Regions from separate parts of the Anser cygnoides genome. Here all the other regions are linked to region 2. A link is a contact called in public Hi-C data. All regions are on one chromosome and are shown on one strand. Each heading gives the region's core, a stretch centred on a gene start, on an enhancer-like site or on the middle of the called end of the contact. The rest is flanking DNA. Distances are from core to core; before and after follow the strand shown. Region 1 has its middle 56 kb from the start of ANO1. Region 2 holds the start of CCND1 (cyclin D1). Region 3 overlaps LOC136790863 (a long non-coding RNA gene).

What was found. A called contact is a pair of places that touch in the nucleus more often than the background predicts.
Region 1: a contact with region 2 is called in a Hi-C map of liver, with 2.2 times the contacts expected there. The contact joins the enhancer-like site here to the promoter of CCND1 in region 2. A contact is called at or near these places in 2 of 7 Hi-C or Micro-C datasets (both in liver).
Region 3: a contact with region 2 is called in a Hi-C map of granulosa cells, with 3 times the contacts expected there. The contact joins the enhancer-like site here to the promoter of CCND1 in region 2. A contact is called at or near these places in 3 of 7 Hi-C or Micro-C datasets (granulosa cells and liver).

Annotation. Positions count from the first base shown.
Region 1 is chr5:18,702,025-18,706,221 of Taihu_goose_T2T_genome, forward strand. No RefSeq gene overlaps it. Among named protein-coding and RNA genes, the nearest start is that of ANO1, 56 kb to the left of the region's middle. Within about 2 kb of position 2,082, at least 2 of the 3 cell types and tissues checked have open chromatin away from gene starts, as enhancers often do. A contact at or near this core is called in liver, where this site is marked.
Region 2 is chr5:18,863,409-18,867,778 of Taihu_goose_T2T_genome, forward strand. CCND1 (cyclin D1) reads right to left here and starts at 2,653. Exons shown (of 6, transcript XM_048058807.2): 1 at 1,204-2,653; 2 at 394-771. The coding sequence starts at 591.
Region 3 is chr5:19,110,985-19,115,103 of Taihu_goose_T2T_genome, forward strand. The region is part of intron 3 of LOC136790863 (a long non-coding RNA gene); the gene reads right to left. Among named protein-coding and RNA genes, the nearest start is that of SMIM38, 130 kb to the right of the region's middle. Within about 2 kb of position 2,482, at least 1 of the 3 cell types and tissues checked has open chromatin away from gene starts, as enhancers often do.

The DNA of each region.
Region 1 (4,197 bases), core at 832-3,331, 160 kb before region 2:
ATTTTTGGCTTCTCCAGTCAGATGTGGAAGAGAGAATCTAGACCCAAAGTCTAGTACCTAAGTCACGAGATCATCTTCTTGAAGGCAAAAAGCTTGTATTAAGACTATAATCGAGAGTAATTAGCAAAGTGATGAGCTGCACTCAGGAGCACAACAGTTACTCAGAAACTCCAAGGAGATGATTGGTAGTAATCTCAAACTGTTTATCACCTTCATTCACTAAAAACATGCTTTAGCAGAAGAAAAGGGGAGAAAGGAGCAAGTGCTGTGTCTGGCATTGTAACTCATTTCCCTTGATTATTCTGGTGCGCCGAGTTAACTCCCCAAAACTAACAAGAAACTGTTTCCCAGAAAACAGTCTCAGACTAGCAAGTTTTTTCAGCATTATTTGCACTGCTGTTTATTTCATGTGAGCTGATGAAAGTCCCAAGGGTTTACCTCTGACAAAAAGAGTGGGACAAACACACATGAGTGCCCAGCAGCTCAGCTCAGCTGTGGTCAGTCTGCCAAAGGAGATAATTCTGCCAAGTGAAATGGCTTCCAGGCTGTGCACTTCTGTGTCAAAATGACATTAGTGTATTTTGACATAAGTGCTGTCTTTTATCAGGGATAAGCTTCAAAGCCACAGAGATGGAGAGATGGGAAACTAGAGTTTGACAGAAAAAATAGAAGTTGACAGAAAAACATGAAGAGAATTTGTTAAAACAAACCCAACGCTCCAAGAACCAATGCTACCTTCAAGGATCAAATTTACAGCAAAGGATGTGTTATTGCTGTATGACCATAGTTTTGGCAAAATAGATAAATTTTCTCTGCAGAATGAAGAGAAAATTAAAAAGTCTTGTACCTGTTCTAATGACTGGAGCTCTAATGCCCCCTGCCCTGCTGATTAAAGAAGCTTAAACCAGGGTGCTGGTAACATCTGTTCATACGGAGAGTATGGAGCTAGTTAAAAAAGACAGATATGCCCACTCGTATTGATTTTGATATAAATTCTGGACAACTGAGATGCCTAAATAAAGTTCAGCAAGAAACTTTATAAATTAGGGGAGCACTTCAGTTTCACAGTTTGAGGAATGGTTACATTCAGAGGTGAAATTATTTGCAAAGTTTGCACGCATTGCACACCCTAATAACACCAAGACCTGAATGAGGTAACCCTGGTCCTAACCTGGAGCTGAACCCCATAGCTCGATTCATTTTTGGCCAGCAGAACTGTTGAGGATTTCTAATATTGTGGCTCCGGCCACAAGCCTTTGGGTCACAGACTTTCCCTGAACTCACTGATCGATCACTGAAGCTCACTGATTGATTACAGAGTACATGGAAAGCTGGATTAGTCTCTTGGAAATATAGAAAGAGGAACATATACCTTCATTTGTAGTAGTCATCACTGAGGTTTCATAGCTCTTTGCTTAGCAACACAGAATGTCCATTAAATGCCATGGGCCAAAGCTTTGCTGAATAGGGTTAAAGGTTCCTAACTTCACATCAACAAAATTTCCTGCTGGAGTGATTGTTAGGTCCAACAAGGTAGGTCATTTCCCTCCTGTGCATTTTCCTCCTCTTATCTCTGGTGACTCCAAAAGCACATAGGATTCACAGAAGCTAAAACTAAAACAACAACCTACATCCGGTCAATCAGGTCATCTCTGATCTTTCGGTCAGTCCCCTCTGACAGCAACACTGTCAATAAAAATGCTCAGAGATGCCAGTAAGTTTAATTCCCCTTTCCCTTTCCCTTGAAGCCTGCAGAAGACAGAATGATCATTTTCATCTTCTTAGCCAGATTTCAGCACTCAGAGAAGGGTACTGCCAATTATGGGTGACATCGTTTCCTCTGACAGCTGTCTATTAGCATGACTGATGTCTGCTCCAGAAGCTTCTGCAGGGCACACATAGAGATCAAAGACTTCTATCTAGGTTCCCTACCTCAAAATATTTACTTGCTGTCATTTGGAGAGATAGGGAAGTCATGGCCTCAACATCTGAAAACTCACTTGTGACACTTCCTAATGTGTCCCATTTGCCATTAATGTCCCCAGTGATATAAATAGGATATCACAAAGCCTACATTAGAGTAGTTTCCAGACAGAGATAGCTAGATCAAATTCAACCCGGATAAAGCAGAGGAAATACAGCTAGGAAAGAGGAATCACTAGGAAAATGGCTTTCCACACAAGTATACCTACAGAACACAAGCCCTGAAGATAAATAGACTCAAAGACTTTTTTGATTCAAGTAGGGCCTCCAATCTTTAAGTCCAGATATACCTGCTTAGATTTGATTCTTAGGTTGTTGTCATTGCTTAACACCATATAGTACAAAATTATTAAGTCACTTCAGCCATGTGAGGCTGAAGAAAACATTTAATCATCTTATTTAGCAATATAATTGTATAACTGCAGTATCACTGCTAAACTAATCCAGGCATTCCTGAGGGAAGAGATTAGCTCCACAACAGTTAAGGACAGTATTTTCAGACAGAAAAGAATATATTACAAATATCCTGCCATGTGGCAGATGAGTGAAAGTTATCTTATAGAGAGTTGCTTCTATTCACTCTTCTAAAGGTCTCTTGAAGATTTTCATAAGCAAGAATTTCACTGTATAGCAAAAGAAGATTTGCTGTATAGCAGTGACAGCATAAGCTAACAGACAATTCTGAAACATTATCTGTTTACAGCTGTGTATGCTGCTGCAAAGACTGCCAGACGAGTTCTGGTGTTTAAAAAGTTTGTACCAGGTCGACTAAAGCATGTAGATATTTTAGTCCCATTAAAACCCTGGTGGAAATCAACGAGTTCAGCCCTTGTTCCCAATCCGTGAATCTGAGAAGTAGTTTATTACTATTTTTTCAGATGCTCATTTGAAGGCAAGTTGAAGTCATAGTCCTGCAGTTAACTCCCATAATGTATTGCTAATTTTTATAGCTGCTCATGGAATGGAAGTCAACCTGCTTGTTGCTCCCAGTACATTTTGTAGGGCTTTGATTTCTGGACTCTAGCCAAAGTGTGGTATTGTTCAGGTCCTTTGTCTTGCCATTAAAGTTCTTATTGTTACGGTTTTGTCTGTTGGGTCAATGAGATTAGATTTCATCAGCACAGCAAACTAAAAAAAAATACAAGTTATTAGATAATCATTAAAGCACATCTGTTGCTTTTTTCAGAGTGCCAAAGTCTGAATTCCATTGAACTAGTGACATGGCACTTGACCAGCGCTTAGTTCAGCTATGGTCAATGAGCAGCAAAAGGATTAAAATATTAGCAGCTAGTTGATTCAACCTAATCCCTGGCAGTTTTGTTTAGACTGTAAGGGAAGGTGCCCAGAGCAAAAGAGAATGAAACAATTGCAGTAAGAAAATGCTAAAATTTTTGAGCCTGTTCCACAAACTGTGCTATACTGCTGCTCTACTTTGGTGTTGCGCCAAGACATTAGTTCCTCAGGTACTCTAAATACACTTTCACGGATATCCACCCTGAATTTCTTCAAAAGTGCCTGAGAACTTCTCAGCCTGAAAGACTGGCTGGTAGAGAATGGAAACAGGTATTCCCCCATCATCCACACACCCAAAGTGAACAGCAATCTGGACTATGGATGAATACTGTTTCACAAACACCAGCTTCTTTTTTCTTTTCAAAAATTTTTCTAACATATACCATGGAAAATATTTTAAATCATAGGCTTTTTTTCACATATCATTTTAGTTTTTTTTTTTTTTTTTTTTTAAAGAAAACATATATGTTAATTATATCTATTTGAAAAGTATTGGAAACTTTATTTTTTCAGACAAAAACTAGAATTTTCCAAGAAGCCTTCATGGAAGGAAGTGCCCAGTTCCCATCAAATATAACTTGTAATATAAACTTAAGATCTTATCATATAAGCACTGTACATGTGTAATCAGGCAGCTGCATATGACTAATTCTACAGTTATTTAAGAATCTAAAGAGGAGGAAGAAAAGAAACAATTTCTCATCATAAAAAAATATCACATAGCAGGCCAAACACGTTTAGGGTGGTTTACTTTTCTTAAATAATGGTCAGTGTTACTGAAAAAACCTGTTACTTTGGTCTGACAGTCATCAGCTAATTCAAGACTGGAGATATTTTATGATTTAGTATAGGACTCCTGATTTGCCTATTAAAGATTCCAGGCTAGTCAAGTTGCACGCAAGCATGGAAAGGAAATTCTGT
Region 2 (4,370 bases), core at 1,403-3,902:
GTAATACTGGCACGGGCAGCGCTTGCATACGTGTACAGGGATATTAATTTTAAAGAAACCCCCCGGCAGCGCTCAGCCGGCGGCGCGTCCCGCCGCCCGGGGGCTGCGCGGCGGGGCCGGCCCGGGGCTGCCCGTCGGGCCGGGAGCGGAGGCGGGCGGGGGCCGCCTCCGGCCGCGCTCAGCCCCGGCTCCCCTCGCACGGCCGCCGGCGGAGCGGGGCCCCCGCGGGCAGGGGGTGCGCGGCCGCCCCGCCGGGGGAGGCCCCGGGGCCGCTGCGGGCAGCCCCGGCCCCGCAGCCGCAGCCGCAGCCGGAGCGAGGCGGGCAGCGCCGGGGCTGAGCGCGGGGGGCGAGGGCGGCGGGGAGCGGCGCAGAACCCCCCGGAGCATACAGACCTCCAGCATCCAAGTGGCAACTATTTTCCTCATATATGGCAAGATTTCCTTCTGCACGCACTTGAAGTAGGACACCGAGGGCGAGCAGGTCTCCTCCGCCTTGAGCATTGTCTGCAGCACCCTGTCGTTGAGGAGGTTGGCATCCAGGTAGGCTCGTCGGATGGTCTCCACCTCGCAGCACAGCAGCTGATGTTCCATGTCTGCCTCCTTCGTCTCGAGTCAGTTTTCTCAAGGACTGAGTCAGTCTCTCGCTCGCTCTCTCTCTTCCCCTTCCAGGAGTCCCTTGGATGCTGCTTCTGCTACTGCCGCTACAGCCCTCTGGAGGCTGCAAAACTTTCTAACTTCCAACAAAACTCGTGTATAGTCCCTGTGACGTTACTGTTGTTAAGCAGAGATCAAAGCACGAGAGAGAATGAGAAAGAGAGAGAGAGAGAGCCAAAAGCAAGGGGCAGAGCCCTAAAGCCATCCCATAGGCTTCAAGTCCTTCCCCTTTGCTTAGCTTATAGAGAGCAGGGTTTTAATGCAAATGCAAATGAGACAAGGGCTTGCTTTCTTCAAGGGCAAGGGAGAGGTGGGGGAAACCCAAATTGTCTCTTCAGTGTATCATGCATAATTTTAAAAATGGAGAGAGTTCTGCAGTGGGAGCCAAATGATGAATGGGGCTAGGCCACACACAGGCACACATGGATATAAATACAGGGAGACGTGGTTGGTATTATTTTACGGGGGGCGCCAAGGAGGGGGAGCCGGGCAGCACCAGCGCCTCGCTCTCCCTTATCAATTATCGTGCCTGCCCTCACCGATGCGTACCTGGAATATCTGTCCTTTAAACACACGCGCTCCCGACCTGGACGTGCAGCCTTTGTAGTCGATCCCAAGGGAACAGCTTTCTCCTGTTTCCTCATTCTTCTTTTTTTTTTTTTTTCTCCTCCTCCCCAGCCCCTCGATGATTTTGCTGCGGGTCAGAAATTTAAAGGAGTTGGGGTCTCCCCCCCTCCTGCAAAGACGGTGCTTCGCCCTTCCTTCCTTCCTTCACGCCTCCCCTTTCACTTTCAAGGTTTTACCCTCCCGAAGGGGCACGGGGGTGGCAGGGGACACGGTGATAGCCGACTCAGCCGCGGCGAGTGGCAGCGCACGCCGGGCAGGCCGCGCTCAGCACCCCACCCCCACCGCACACAGCCACCCAGAAGAAAATATCCCAGCAGAGCAGCAAAATGGTGGCCAGGGCTTCCCCCGGCACCTACGGGGAGATGAGCCGGGGGGGGGGGGGTGCCAGCAGCCACCCGTGCCCACCAGGGCCGCCGTGCCGTGCTGCGCCGTGCCATGCGGCGAGGACAGCCTGTCCACGCGTGACGTGCGGCCGCACGGCCCCGCCGTAAATAACTCCCGGCCCCCAGCCCCGCCGGGCTGCCTGTACCTGAGAACGCCTCGCTTTGCTTTGTTTCTGGTAAAAAGCCTCCTTTAAACTACTCCTCGCTTTTCCACGGGCTGATAGGGGAGCTCGGGGCCCACTGGAAAATACCAGAGGCGAAGCCAACCCGGCTGCTCCGCGGGAGAAACGGCTGGGCCCAAAGCAGAGCAGGAAGGCCATGAACAACGGGGGCTCACGCTGCCTTGCGTGGGCCCACCCTGAGCACAGACATCAGCTCCGGGCTGATCCCACCTTGGGGGCACCCACCCGCGGCACGGCGCTCGCCGAAGCGTTGCCGGCGGGCTTTGCGGCGGCGCCGGGGGTCTCACGGCTGCAGCACGCACGCTGCGGGGCCGCGCAGCATCTCCAGTGCATGACCTCGGGGGAAGCGGTGCCAAGGCTCACAGGGCATGTTGGTGCACGGCTGCGTGCTTACGTAACCTCTCTGCACGGAGTATCTGCCCGCCGTCCTAGCTCAGTGCTGTGCGTGACCGCTCGTCTCCATTTTGTCTTCGCCCGCGTGCGAGGCCCACGGAGCTCAGTTCCCCTCGCGCTCGGCAGCCTGTGGGGCCGACCCGGGGGGTTTCTCGGCCGCTCCCCATGCCTGCCCCCGCGCCTGGCTGTTGGCTGCGTACGCGGGACACGCAGCTCTGCTCTCGCAGCGTACGGAGGCCGGGGAGGTTTCGATTTTTAATAAAGCAGCACGTGGTGACCCTGCAGTCGCAGGCCTGAACTCAGCCTGCCCACGACGCACAACTCGGGGATCCCGTTTAGTCAACTCAGGGAGCCCATTTAAGCTCCCAACGCCTCCGGAGCGAGCGGCTGGCTGGGGGCGCCGGCAGGAGCCGCCTCCGGGGAGCGCTCCCGCTGCCTGCCCCCCGCAGCAGCCCGGAGGTGCCCGCAGCCCCGGCCCCGCTGCGGGTGGGTGCCGAGCCCCCCCCGGCCACCCCTCAGGAGCCGGCGCTCCGCTCACACGCGGGGCCGGGGCCGGGGCCGGCGGGAGCGGCGTTGGCGCGGGGCCCGGGGGAGCCCCCGGCGCGGCGCGGGGCGGCGCGGCCGCAGGAAGCGCCCATTAGCACGGGCCAATGGCGGCGCCGGGCTGTTACCGGGCGGGCCGGGCAGATCTCGCCGCCCGGTCCCGCCGACACAAAGGGGACCGGCCCGGGGGGCGAGCGCCGCACGCGCCGCCGCTGGGCTCCCCGCGGGGCTCCGCGGCCCCCGGGCCCTTCCCCGCCCGGGGCCGCCCCGCACCTGCCCGGCCGGGTCCCGCCCCGCCGCTACCTGCCCGCCGGGCGGGGGGGGCGGCGCCCTAACGGCCTCTTAACGGCCTCCTAACGGCCCTCAACGGCCGCCCACGGCCAGGGGCCGGTCCGTCGGACCGAGCCCGGGGCTGTCAGTCAGTCAGTCGGTCAGTCAGTCAGCGCCCTGCCCCGCTGGTAGCGCGCTGGGGCTGCCGGCGGCGCTCGCTCCCTTCCCTCCCGCCCCGGTGCCGGTGCCGGTGCCGGTGCCGGTCCCGCTCCCGGTGCCGGTGCCGCCGCCCCGCCCCGCTCCTCCCCGGCCCCGCCCCGCCCCTCTCCGGCACTTTCTCATGACGTCACCCCGCCCCGCGCGCCGCCGCCGCCTCTGACAAAGGGAAGCCGCGGGCGCGCGCATTCCTGGCGTGCCGCCGGGCCGCGGGCACGCGCCTCCCGCCCCTCTCCCCCGGGCTGTCGGGAGCGCGCCTCCCTGCCCGCGCACCTGCCGGCGGGGTGCCACGGGCCGCTGGCCGTGGGGGCCGGGCGCTCGGCCCCGCAGCCCCCCGCCCTGCCCCGCCCCGCCCCGCCCCGCCCTGCCGCCCCCGCCCCGGCAGCGCACCGGCCCCGCGGCGACGTGCGGGTTCTCGCTCACCCGGCTTGGGCACAGGGGGAGAGGGGCCTCTGTCAGCACCTGGTGCCCGGCGAACGCGGGCTGGATGCTCTCGGCTTTGTGTTGACTGCAGGAGCGGTCCCATCGCTGGGGAGCCCGTCTGCCTGTGTGGGAGTGCCTTGGAGCAGGCTGTTGGATGTAGGTGGGGTGGCCGCGGGGACCCGCAGAGCGTGCCTCTTACCGCTCCGCGTCCTCTGTCAGAGGCTGAGAAGCGAGGCTGAGGAGCGAAGGACGCCTGCTTCGCCAGGAAGCGGTGCGCCGGGCGCTAGGAGTGACTAAGGACAGGATTTGGGATATCCCGCCGACAGAGCTGCGGTTAGGGCAGCAGTGACAGGAGATCCTCTTTAGCACCTGGAGGCCCACGAGCAGCTCCTGCTGTTTGAGCAGCCGGCAGCATGGCGGTCCCAGCGGGAGGAGCGCCGCGCTGCCCGCTCGGGGACACCCGGCGGCCGGCACTGCTGCGGCACCCGCGCCCGGCCGCTGTCCCTCGGCGCCCTCCCGGCAGCGCGGCCTCCTCCGCTGGGCTCCCCGGCGGAGGGTGGATCGGCGCTTCTCTGAGGGGCAAGCGTGCGCTCTTTGAACCTGTAGGGATCATTTGGCTCAGAACCAAGGCGAAAACACTGGGTTATAATTCCGACCCGAAGCATAGATGACAAAATGA
Region 3 (4,119 bases), core at 1,232-3,731, 250 kb after region 2:
AATGGCACATGTAATATGACGATGATTCAGCAGAGGCTGGTGGTGTGGGCTGTCAGCTAAATATCCTGTGAGATACTTTGTTGGCTAAGCCTAAAATTATTATGGGAGAAAGATAAATGGTACTCATGCTGTTTCTGGGAGATTTTTCTGTCTCTTATTTAGACGATATGCACATGACCATGGGTTGGTAACTGCCCTTGAAACACATGCTGGTGAACTCCGAGATTTATCATTTTCTCTGAGAGGAAAAAAGTCACCCATTAGTTTTATAAATATAACCAGGAAGCAGCTTTGTGCACTTAAAAGAAATCAGCAACAGCCTCTGCACCTCAGAGATTAATTCTGGGTGACATTTCAGGCACATAAGGTCCAGTAAAATTGATCCCAAACTAGAGAACACAAGATCATTTACTCCTTGAACAATAGGCAGGGAGACTGAAACATAAACCTTATCTCATTTCTGAAAATGGCTTGAATGGCTAGAACTGAACGGCAAAGGCTGCAGCAGCTCCAAAATTCAGGATGTGCACTGTCTAGGCTTCTTTTTTAGACCCAAGCCCTCATTTAGGACAAATAAATTATTATTAGAGCTGGTTTTAGGACTGTAATTAATAACTACTTAAAGACTCTCCTATTTTTTTCATCCTGCTGTGGTCTTTTTTTGAGGTATTATTAACATTATTGAAATTTCTGAATTGTTCCAAAAGGAAAGGCAATTTCAGATGGCTTGCAGACATTCATTTACTCAAGAAACAAACTTAATTTGGAACTGTCAGTTCAGCTAATTCAAAGTGGAAGCAGCTAAAGCAGGAGATGTCCTATCTGGGTAAAATAAATAAAAATAAAAGGAACTTTAGTGATAGTTCTCACAAAGGACTTTAATAAATGTAGGGTTAAGCTCGTGAATAATTGCTCCACCCCCCGTATAACCCCTCAAAGTCTGTGGATAGAAGCTAGAGGTGCCAATATTTATACAGAGAACTACATCAAATTATGCAGCTAAGAAGTCAGTATAAATTACCATCTAGTCAGAAAAAAATCACGCACACAAAATATTCCTCAATCAACTGTTTGCAACTGACATTTCCTCTGTAACTACGTAGGCACTCCAATCCTTCACCTATACTAGCTGCCTTAAGTGCTTAGACCAAGTGCTCTGATGTTGACCGAGCATTCTGGAAGGTTTTCACCAGAGAGCCACTTATTTTCATAAGAAATGTAGCAGCATTTTCGGCCATCCCTTTTTAAAATGCTCAGGTACTCCAGAATTTGCAAAAAATTTCCACACCTTGTTGCCTCCACAGCAGCTTCAGCCTTTTGTATGCATTAACATTTCAGAGTACTCCCATTACTCTAAAATACCCTCCTGTGAATTAGCACACTGAGATGGGAATCACTTTACTGACATTTCACACATGTTTTTGTAACACAGCCACAGTCGCAAGTCAAGTCTTCAAGTCCTTGTCAGTTCGACAAGAAAAAAAAAAAAAAAAAAGAAAGAAAAAAATAATCTGTTAGTGAGCAATCTTCACACTGGCCTCCTTTAGAAACATCCAAAGGTGTTGAGACATCTTCCCAAGCAAGAAGGAGTTCCTTGCAATAAACAGTCTGTGAAAGGGAAAGAACAAGTGTCTTGGGCAGAAAGAGAACTACATTTAGCTGAGATGAAACAAATGTGTCCTGTGAAACAGGAAGAAAAGGGGAGGGGGGCAGTGGAGAGGGCAGCAGACAACTCTGACTTGCTCGCTCTTTCCAGGCTTTGTATTTATTTCTGTCATGGATCTGAAAAGGCAGGCAGCAGACTTTGTAGAAGCGCCTTATGAAATGGGGTAAATAATGGACCCCAGATGCCCTTGTTTCCTTCATTATTCAGTCTAGGCCTTCAAAGCTGTTTTGCAGTGTGAGGTATCAGAGGGAGGTAGAGTGTTCTGTTAACAAGATTTCAATGAGCTTTGGAAGCAGGTCCAGGGAAGCTGCTGGAAATGTTTCAGACATACAGTACCTTTGTGCTTTTCTGACCCGTATGTAGTGAGAAAACACGGGACAGAGGGTGCCTCGATTTTTAAGACAACATCATCTAAACAATATGTACACAACGACAGTAACGCTTTGTATGTGTTACCCATTAATGCAACATTCTCAGAGCACCTAAAATACGTTAAATCACTTTAAGGAAAACAGCACTACTTCAAACTTGAATGCAGTTTAGGAGATGTATTAAAAATGCACAGCGAGCAAGTGGCCAGCCAGAGATGTGATACCAGGCATTCAGCCTCCTGCTTTCCCTGCTCCTTCCCCATCCCTGCTATGAGGCAACCCTGCCTGCCCACTTAGCAACAAATTGTCTGAGATGTGGACAAAACATATTTCACTTTTGCTTTGAGACCCACCCTAGGAATTTCTCTCTGCATACTTGTAAGATTCCTCATGACTCACCACAGCCTGGAGCGACCTGAACCCAACCGCCATGCCCACACTTGGGTTTGGGATGGGTTTGGAGTCGCCTGGCACTTCAGATCCAGCCTGCGTGGATCATCCCTGTTGCTGATAGCAATGTACTTTCCCTCGATTTCTTCACTTTTCCTTCCTCAGTAACATGAACATTTAAAAGCTAAACTGTGTCTGAGAAAGCTTTTTGAAGGAGAGATTCCTGGCTATTTCAAGTTGCCATTCTTCTCCTAGCTTTTGCTTTCTTCATTGTTGACACCAGCCGCTCTATATTTACTCTAACAACACTACATCCTGTGCGTGGAGATAGCTCTGTACACTCAGATGTTTCCGAGTCACCTCGGGTATAAGGATGTATTGTGCACTGCGTCCTTTTTGTTACCGTGTCCTACATGTTCTCAGAGTCTGCAATCTTATCTTAAAAAAACACAATGGCACCACCTAAAGGACATATTATGCATATAGGAAGACAGGCACATTTGCAACATCTCTCTCTACTCTGCCATGTGCTTGTGTGTGCAGGTACACGCATGCTTCTGGCAACACAGAGCCCTACAGCGGCAATTTTCATTTTCTCCAGAATCAGTGCAGCACAAAGCTTATTCATGATTATAAAATTATGCATACTGAAAGACATCCATATTTTTATAGCTCCTGTGATAAGACTGTAACAGAAAAGACAACTGTTAAAGCAGCTGCCCTTTTCTCTGCACTCAAAATGAATATAACAGGCATGCCTAATACAACAATTTGAGCGGTCTTAAGGAAGATTAAATATAGGAAGCAACACTGCTGCCAAGAGCATGGCAAGTCAGTATAATCCAGATAAATCTCACACAAAAATTGTGTTGGAATACAATAAATTAGAGGGGAAAAAAGGGATAGGAAATCCATTCTTTCTGTTGTATCTAGGTACTACAGGGGCATATGTACTACTACACATACTACTATGTGTTAAGAAATGGTCCTAAATTCCCAGAAGAATGGGGGAGTTTTTAAGAACAAGTTTGACTTGTTTTCTTTTCTCAGCATCAGTCATAGCTTTCATAGTTCGTTCTTATAGATCATTTTTTTTTTGTGAAAACACTTCATGCTTTCATAACTGAGGACAGGCGTAACAAAGGCTCTTCCTAACAAATATTTGAGGGTTTGATCACTTGGAATGTACATTTTTCCAAAACAAAACAAATGCAAACAACCTGAAAGCTAATACAAGCGAAAGTCTACTGGTGGTTACAGATCCAAGTTATATACGCATCTGACTTGCTCTAGTTACAAGAGTAAAGCAGAAGAAAAATCTGATCCTTTGCAATTGTTTACAAATAGAGATAAAGCGAGTTATTCATGGCGACTCATTTTCAAATGCTTGTGGCAGTGGCCATAAAACACTCTTCTGTGCTCTGTTTTTTAAAGGGGAAGACTGTGGACACAATCAATTGCTCAACAACAGGCTTGAAAGTTATTTTGAGGGGTATTGACTACTTCAAAATGTTGTTAATGGGTTCTGGACACTTTCACTTGACAATCTCAAGTTATTACCATACGATATATGTGCAAAGTCATGTAATGGATTCCATTTGGTTGCTAGTTGGTGATATTGCGTGAGAAAAAACACTTCTTGATAGCTGAGGACTGATTGGGATAGAGAACAAACCACTTCCTAACCCCCAG